Linked DNA regions of Mus musculus: region 1 is linked to region 2. A link is a contact called in public promoter capture Hi-C data. All regions are on one chromosome and are shown on one strand. The core of a region is the stretch at or near the end of the contact, and the rest is flanking DNA. Distances in the headings are between cores, read along the strand shown. Region 1 holds the start of Neu2 (neuraminidase 2). Region 2 holds the start of Kcnj13 (potassium inwardly-rectifying channel, subfamily J, member 13).

What was found. Capture Hi-C pulls out chosen DNA fragments and counts their contacts.
Region 1: a contact with region 2 is called in a promoter capture Hi-C map of adipose tissue. The contact joins the promoter of Neu2 here to the promoter of Kcnj13 in region 2. A contact is called at or near these places in 7 of 39 promoter capture datasets (the C10 cell line, embryonic stem cells, hippocampal neurons and 3 more) and 5 of 9 other capture datasets (adipose tissue, embryonic stem cells, liver and 2 more).

The regions. Positions count from the first base shown.
Region 1 is chr1:87,570,969-87,575,470 of GRCm38.p6, reverse strand. Neu2 (neuraminidase 2) reads right to left here and starts at 1,444. Exons shown (of 4, transcript NM_001160163.1): 1 at 1,345-1,444. It also overlaps a transcript of Ngef not described here.
Region 2 is chr1:87,392,336-87,396,438 of GRCm38.p6, reverse strand. Kcnj13 (potassium inwardly-rectifying channel, subfamily J, member 13) reads left to right here and starts at 1,710. Exons shown (of 3, transcript NM_001110227.2): 1 at 1,710-1,827. The region is part of intron 8 of Gigyf2 (GRB10 interacting GYF protein 2); the gene reads right to left.

The DNA.
Region 1 (4,502 bases), core at 195-2,694, 180 kb before region 2:
CAGGATCCAGGTCCCCAGAACACAAAAGCTAGGTGGGCCTGGCTGTTCCCAGCACTCAGCGGGCAGAGGCGGTGATCCTCACAGTAAGCTAGCTAGCTAGACTAGCTGGATTTGACTAGTTCCAGGTCTAATGACTGACCCTGCCTCAATAAATAAAGTGGAGATTCTTCAAGGAAGACATCTGACTTCCATAGCTGAGCGTGCTCACGTGGAGCGCATCACACAGCCATGTCCTTGAAGAGAGAGATCTCTGGAATCTTCTGCAGCCTCAATGAAGCAAGGTGTCATGGCAGAGAGGCAAACAAACAAAACAGAGCAAGCTGCCCAGCCATGACCAGCAGGAAACAAGGCCCTCAGTCCAGCAATCCCCAAGGAGGCGTGCAGGCCTGCCAACAACCCAGGAGGCCTGTGTGCCTTCTCCACACAGCCTTGTAAAGAGGCGTTCTGGCCCTCAGCCACCTTGCCTCCAGCCAGTGAGAGCCCCTGAACAAAGAACGCGGCCAAGCCCTGCCCAGATTCCTGACTCACAGAAACCTAGAGTATAAGTATGCCCTGCTTCTTGGCAGTACCGGTTGGGTTAATTTATTACCAGCGGTAGGTCACAAAAAACAATAGCTCATCGGAGGCTTACATAAATATGGGCAGTGTAGCTATTAGCATTGAGAAATGAAAGCAATGGGTTAAGAGGCAAGGTTTTGGTACCAGCTAGGATGGGTTTCAATCTTGGAGCAGCTTACTATCTATGTGGCCTTGGGCAAGATGATCTATGAACATATGTATCTTTAAAATGCACCTGATTCTCAACTTGTAGTGAGGGCTCAGGGCTACACAGAGAGGTTATGCAATCTGCTTAGTTCAGTGCCTGCCACGCAGTAAGCACCAGGCAGAAGGAAGCCGTCACTAATCATAATTCACTGTAATAGTAACAATTGATTAAGACCTCTCGAATAGAGCAGCTGGTGTCCCCTGCCTGGGAGCTGTCAAGCTGAGCCCTGACGGCCATGTAAAGCAGTGATTAAAAGTGCTGGCTTAGTTGGCAAACCGCTTGGCATATGTGCACTGGGACTTGAGAAGATTCACAACTGTCACATAAAAAAGGGGCACAGTGGCGTGCTCCTTTAACCCCCACAGGGGAAGTTTGAGACAGGAGGGGAGGGTGCAGGTAAGATTCGGAGGATGGCCGATCAGGTAGCCTGGCCAATTAGTGAGCCCTGGGTTCCATAAGAAAAACAGAAAACAATAAGAGAGAGACCTGGTGTTCACCTCTGACTTCCACGTGTGTGTGCACGTGTACACATACTAACACAAAAGTGACCAGAACCCAAGAGGATCATAAACACTTACCCAATCTCAGACTCAGGGGGCGGGTCAGTCAGTGGTGGGGCGTCCATTCTTAGTCAACTTCCGATATTACCTTGCAGCCAGGGGCCGTTTGGGTCATGTCAACCTGCACCTCAGTGGCACCTCCCCTTTTGCCTGGCTCCTAGGGAGGTGTGTCTGGCTCCCTGCCTAGGTGCAGGGCACCCAGCAAGGTAAACACCCAGACAGGAAGTGCCTGTCCCAGGAATGGGGCCAGCTATAGGGAGGCAGGTCTGAAGGTCAGGAATGTTTCCCAGGGAGGCTTTTCCAGGCTATAGTACTCAGGGACAGGTAGGGAGCTTGTGTGCTTATGTGGGGGACACACAGACCTGCACTGAGGTGCCCGGACAGGACCGTGGATGGGAAAGGAAGAAACTGAAGCACTTATGAGGGGGCCTAACACCCAGGAACTTCTGGCTGGCAGGTGAGCAAAATATATGTTTATTTTATCTTATTTTTTAATGAAATGAGATCAAGGAAACCGTAGAAGAGAGGTCACTGCTGGGGAAGTGCAGAGTGTTGCAAGCATTGATTGAGAAGAACTAGGAAAGAGAAGGCAGCCAGACTGTCCATGGGAAGGAGAACTTGGCTACCCTTGCAAGATTCCAGCAGTACCTATGAGGTCCTGGCTATGCCTGTGAGCTCCCAGCCCATCTTGGCTTAGTGATTCTCCCAGCCCAGCGTGTTTCAACATCTGTGAAGCACGAAGCAGGGTGACCCCTCTTTCCAGCTCCTATACCTCCAGCTGTGGAGACTAGGGAGACAATGTACTGCAAAGGACAGGTCAATAACTTACAGGGCCCTGTGCAACAGGAACGTGCAGGGCCTCTTGCCAAAAACCGATAAAGAATCAGAGAGAGGCAGAAGCCTCATGTTAAAGTAACTGCAGAGCCCTCCAAGACCAGGGCACTCACTCCCCATGGTGCTCGCCCTGGTTGTAAATGTATGTGTAGACTGTGAAGTGCTGTGATTTCCGTGTGCTGTTGGCTCAAACCTCAGGGTTAAGGTGTGCTCTAGGGAGGAGACTTCACAGCTATGGAGTAACAGCCCCTGTGTTGCTGCCCCACTGATGTTGCTCCTCCTGCTCAGGGACCATTTCAGGACAAAAGACCCTACCCTCAGAACCCTCCAGATTTGTGTGCTTGGTGGCCAAGAAGCCAGAGTATGTTGTGACTCGGTTGAGAAAACTCAGCTGGATATAGCAATAGAAGGTTCTTATTTCCTGTCTTGACCAATATGTGGGATATTCACGAAGCCATCAGCTGCAGGGAGCTGGACTTGGGATTCCTGTAGTTTTGGCTACTCTGCTATCTCAGCTAGTGACCAATGTCTTGTTGCCTTGAGAGAAATGGCTGTCTTAATGCAGAGAGACATTAAGGCTCTGGTTGGGTCCCCCCACTGTGTTTTCCTTTCCCCTCCCCCTTTCTTCATCTTGGCCCACATTTGATGTTACTTAGTCTCAGAAAGGAGAAGCCAGAGTCTCCTTGGAGACTCCAGCATCCTGGACAATGAAAATGGACAATAGGCCATCTTCCTCAACCACACTCTCAGGCCACTCTTTGAACAACCACAGATTTTCATGGACATGGTCCCCAGGATAGGGAGACACCCAGCCTGTCCTGTTTCCTAACGGTAGCAGCAGTCCCTGTGGCCCCACTGCCAGGGATACCACAGTGAGTTTGAACATTAATGAGAGGTCTTTTAAAGAATGTCCCATGGTGAGCTTCTGTTGGTGAAATAGCTGATGGGTTGACTGTGAGCACTTGTTCCCGCTCTCACTCTAGCTAAGTGTTTCAAGTTCCTAGGGATGAGGGGTTGGGATCTTAATGACTAGAACAGGAAGTTCCTGGGGGAAGCAGAAGCCTCTGTAAAGAATTCTTGGTGAATAGGATTGCTGAAGTAAGGGAAAGGTGGAGAAGTGCTCCTATCCATGGGACTCACAGACTTAGGAAGTAGGCTCTGTACATGCGGACAATGTCATCCCAGGAGATACACCCTTCAGCTGTAGATGCAGCAGGCTGACTGTGTGCCTTTGTCACTTTCACCTCTTTGCCAGGAACCACATGCATTAGTCATGGTGTCTACCATAGACTATAGCTTGAAGTACCCACTATCTAGATCCTTAAAGAGTTCCCAAATGATTTGCTGGTACATTATCTAAGGAGGGTAACTCTGGATAGAGAGTCTCCAGAAGTGGGGATCTCTTTGGATGTAGGAGTATAACTCAGCATTGGGAGAGAGTAGGCTTTCTTAGCCTATTTATCTGGACAACATAAAAGAGGAAACTGTAGCCGGGGACCTGAGCTGAGGGTGGGAGCTTGGGAGATCTCCTGATTCTCAGGATCTTAAGTCAGGGAGGCACACCTGCTAACTGGCTAAGTAAGTGTCCCCTGAAGCTCTCCATCATGATAGGCTGAAACTCTGAAGGGAGATGGTTGTGGATTATACGTAAGGCTGAGTTACCTTAGGCTATCAGCTGCTGGTGACTGCCTCTACTTCAGATGGGACCAGGTATAAGGATCCTTACACTAAATGTGGCCTTCCTCCCTTCCCCTCTCTGGTCCCTTACTCAGGGTTCCCAAGCTTCTCTTGTCCCTTTCCAGGCACTCTCCAAATGACTTGTTCTGGAGACTCTCTGTCCTTTTTAAGACTTGCCTTGGTCATGGTGTCTGTTCACAGCAGTAAAACCCTAATTAAGACAGTCCCTCAACTATTTCCAGTTTTTAAAGCCTCAGTACAGGATCTTATTTCAGCCTGGATAGCCTCTAGTTGGAAGTCAGGGGAAGTGTGGGCATGTAATAAAGCCATGTTTCAAAGGAAACATCGCTGGGTGGATACTAGGACATTGGACAGAAGCCTTCGTTTCTGCAGAGCTCCTTCTTAGGAAGTTACCTTTGATTCTTACAGTGAGTCTCAGATCTTCTTTTTTTTTTTATTTTAAAAGGGTTTCTGGCCTTGGGACAAGTCTTCCTAGTTGTCTGGAACATCAGCATTGTTGCCTGCAGCTCCCCATGGGTTTCTGGCCTCTCTGGAGCAGGCTCTGAGTTGAAAGCAACATGTCTGGCACTCAGCCGTCCTAGGCTACTAGCTGAGCTCAAGAAGCGAAGCATTTCTAGTGTAGGGTTCAAATGAAGCTGTGTTGA
Region 2 (4,103 bases), core at 461-2,960:
GCTGTCATAGGATGCTGAGCTCCAGAGTCAAAGTATAACATCCACAGACAACCATCAGTGATCATCACTGCCCATGACAGGCCTTCAAGTTGGAAGCATCCCAGAATTAGAAATACCACACATAAGCCATTGTGTGGGTGCATGTTTGGGTCCATGTAGGTAAACTTAACAGTATCATTAACTTACTCTATCATTTTTGTGTAGAAACAGTCTGAAATAAGAGTACGTTATTGAAAAAGTCTGGTCTATAAGCTGAGTACTAGGAAGGCTGATGCAGGGGGATTTATGTACAAGGCCACAGTCAAAATGCCTTTTTATAAGGGGGGTGGGGAGGGGAGATGTCCTAAGTTGAATGACAAGCTTTTGTTTTACCTACTATCCATGACAGTGGAAGATACACTAACGTGCTGGGTTTTTTTGGGAAGAATATCCCACTACTTGCTCTAGTGTCTTAGCTATTTTCAGTTAGATGTTTTCCTCAATCAGCTAGCTAGAAAATGATAAAAATTCCTACTTGCACATGGCAGGGAATAAGTCTTAAATGTGAATTCACCTTGATTACCCTCCCTGGTTCTGACGGGCAAAGTTACTAGCGCTCTGTCTAAACTTGTATTGAAATGTCTGGCATTAATAAAACAAAGAAGGAATTAATGTATTTTTTAACTTGTGAAGGAAAGGAGAGGAATCCACAAAGTCGGATTTCCCTTCCTAAGTAGCATTAGATTGGTCTACATTCATAACTTTCCCAGCAGGCCTTTCCAAGCTCTTACTTCAAACAAACAGTGTCTTTGTTTTTCAGATCCTCTTATGTGTAACATTTGATCAAAGTTTTTAAATTGGCAGCTAACAGAGGAGAAGAAAATACTGTTCACTAGGTATCACACAAGGCCATACTTTTCAGCTCAAGTGGAAGCTGCTACAAGCTGGACTGCTGACATCTTCCAGGTAAATACAATTTCAGTACTGAGTTACAGATCATGTACTCTGAATATTGTTTTATTCCACTTCATCACACATACAAGACCCCTACAGATCACTAAAGCAAGCCTTAAGAAAATTCTTTCCTTCTTTCACCTTAAAGAGACGTACAAGGCATCAAGCAATCATATTCCTAGTCAAGCCTACTACACAGCTTTAAAACCAAACAAAGACCAAAGTTCTTCCTCTGCAATAAAGAAGGGCAGAGGTATTGTTTCAGGTAAATAAATGACCTATACCTACTATCATAGCCATACTGATGAGGTGGGATCTGATAAGAAAACCAGAAAAAAATCAACTCATCAATTATGCCTAAACATCCTTATCCAACTAAATCCCCCCTCAAGAAATGGTGGAAAAAAGATTAGTGAAAGAGATATCTCACACTTTAACACGCAATATAAGGAGAGAGGGCTGAAAGGAAATCTTGCAGGGAATTTTATCCCTTTGAACTTTCAAATAAACTCTTAAATAAGATTATGCAAACTTACTAAAAACCGGTCCTGATTAGAGGGAAAAAATGCACCCCTTCTCCACGTCAGTTCTAGAGGCTTTCTCCAGAGTTGTTAAGGTTTGTGTTGGGTAAAGAAAGACCTCCTAACAAACCAGCATTCTTTTCCACATGATCAGAGCTAATTGGCCCCCCTGCAGACTAAGTGACCAATCACATCAGCTTCAGCTGAAACCAGCCCTCACGGACATTATAAACACAGGAATGTAAGCTGCAAAGCCAGTCCAAGAGGAGAACCTACAAACGACACTACAGGTTAAAACCACCGGGTCAAAAAGACAAGAGGCTGCTAGCTTCCTTAAGACCTTCTTTGGTAGGCTGGCCCCACAAAGGAACCGGTGAGTACTTAAATAACCTTCACCATTATTCTTTCCTTCAGGGGAACAAGTAAGGAAGCTGACAGCAGATAGGGGCAGAACTAGATTGCTTACAGTAGAGCTTTAAACAGACATTACCTAGATAGTCAGAACTAAGGTTTGTTCTTTTCCTTAAATTTTAGAATTGGCAAAGAGCCATGCTGAAAGCATTAGTAAAAGGTTAGCTCTTAGTTGTTTTAGTAAATCCATACTAATGTTATACTGTGTAAATGGGTAGGAAAAGATCCTAGATAAAAATTCAGTGGTTTTATAAAAGAATGTGTGGGGTTTTGTTGTTGTTGTTTGGATGGAATTAGGAACACCTGAAAATAAGCATATGGAAATAAATGCCAAAAAATGAACTATTATGATTTTAATTTTCTTAATCTTCAAAAAGCTGCATATCCTAATTTAAAATTTCTTTTTAAGCAGGAGATTATTAATAACATAGATTCTATATATAAGAAAATAAAATATGAACTACTCTCTAAGCTTACATAATAGGGTTAATACATTGTTTGCCCTAATTATAGAGGCCAGGAAAGGTGCTTATGAGACTTTCAACACAGCCTTTAAAATGTTTGCATAAGGCATGAACAAACACTGTATTCATTTAGCGTTTCTAAGTGCAGCCTCTATCTTAACTGTAGGAACAGGAATTACAGCACTCCTCTAGAAGCACAGCAACAGAAAACTAAGTTTAAGAGCTACCACCTAATGAACAGAGCAACATTGTCATTTTGATGATTAATGAAGCTATCAAACTACCATTTTTAAAATAAGTACTTTTCCCATCAAACAATTTATAAATTTATACATATTTTACAGCCCCCACATTGATACACACATATATTTTCCAGTTGTCTATTCTACTTCCTGCTATGACTAGTTCATGAAAATCACAGAAAAATCTAAGTCTAGATAAATACCTTCCACATGCACTCCTAGTTAAGTATACAGCACAAACCCATAACCCTAGGACTTGGGAGATAACAAGTAGCAACATCAGTTCAAAGACATCTGGTTATAAAAGCCGAGTTTGAGACCAGCTTGGACTGTAATAATACCAATCTCAAAAAGAGAGGGGGTGGAAGAAAGGGAGGAGGAAAAGAGGTAGTTACGCATTTGTGTGCTTGTGATGATGTAAAAATTATTTGAAAATATGTCTACCCATTAGACACTTACATTTGAAGAGGAAGGGGGGGAAATCCTATAAACATCCAGCAGCAGCAATAAAAAAACTTAAGGCCAGGTAAGCAGATATAAAATCATACAGAAACCATCCTATAGAAAACAGTTGAGAAACTAGATATAAACTTACAAACTGGCAGGTAGACTTTAAGAAATCATATTATTTAATCTCCCTTTTAACCACATTCTTTGTCTTAATCTAATGATATCTGGCCAAGGGGACATGGTGGCTTGCCCAAAAAAACGAGAGAGCTATGTACATAAGAGTCAGCGCCTTCAGGCCATGCTCCCTACCCTGAATTTACTACACGGCAGTGACTGACTATATGAATGCACAGGGTAATTCACTAAGGATCAAAATTTTACTTCTCTCAACTTCTTGCCAAAATGATCCCATCAAAAGTCAACATTGTTTCGTGGGGGAAAAACAAAACCAAAAATGTTTCACTGTTTTGATACTAGCCTTTTGACTTCCCTGCCAATGGTTTTTTCCATGTTATTCAGTTGCTGGAGGGGGGGAAAGAATGAAATTGTAGAGAGCCTAATGTCGCTACAAAAACCATAGATAACCAACAGCAATCATAAAAAGACCCAAGTGAAATAACTACTGTTGAAGGCACAGTGTGTGTACAGAAAGACTCCTCTCCCACTGTGCTTTCCACAGCAGTGAGACTTAAGAGTGAGCTGGTTCTGCTTTGCTTCTGTGAGTAGGGAACCCTTAGTATATTCCAATAGAACAATGGCTCCTGGTTCTGATTGTTTTGCTTTTGCTTTTTGAGACCTGGTCTCACCCGTAGCCTTGCCTGGCCTACAGTTTAAAGTGCGGTGCAGATGAGGCTGGGAGATCCTCCTGTCTCAGCCTCCGGAGTTCAGGAATTAAAGTCACGTGCTGCCACCCCTAGTCTCTGTTCTCTGTTCTTGAACACAGACTCTGGCTAACCAGAGTCAAATACTTTGGGTTTTAGCACTAATTCTAGACTTAGTATGCTTGGGAATAATACTTGGAAACTGCTAATTTTATGATCTCAGAAAATTTATTGTCTCACTTTCTTTATGAAATGGGAATG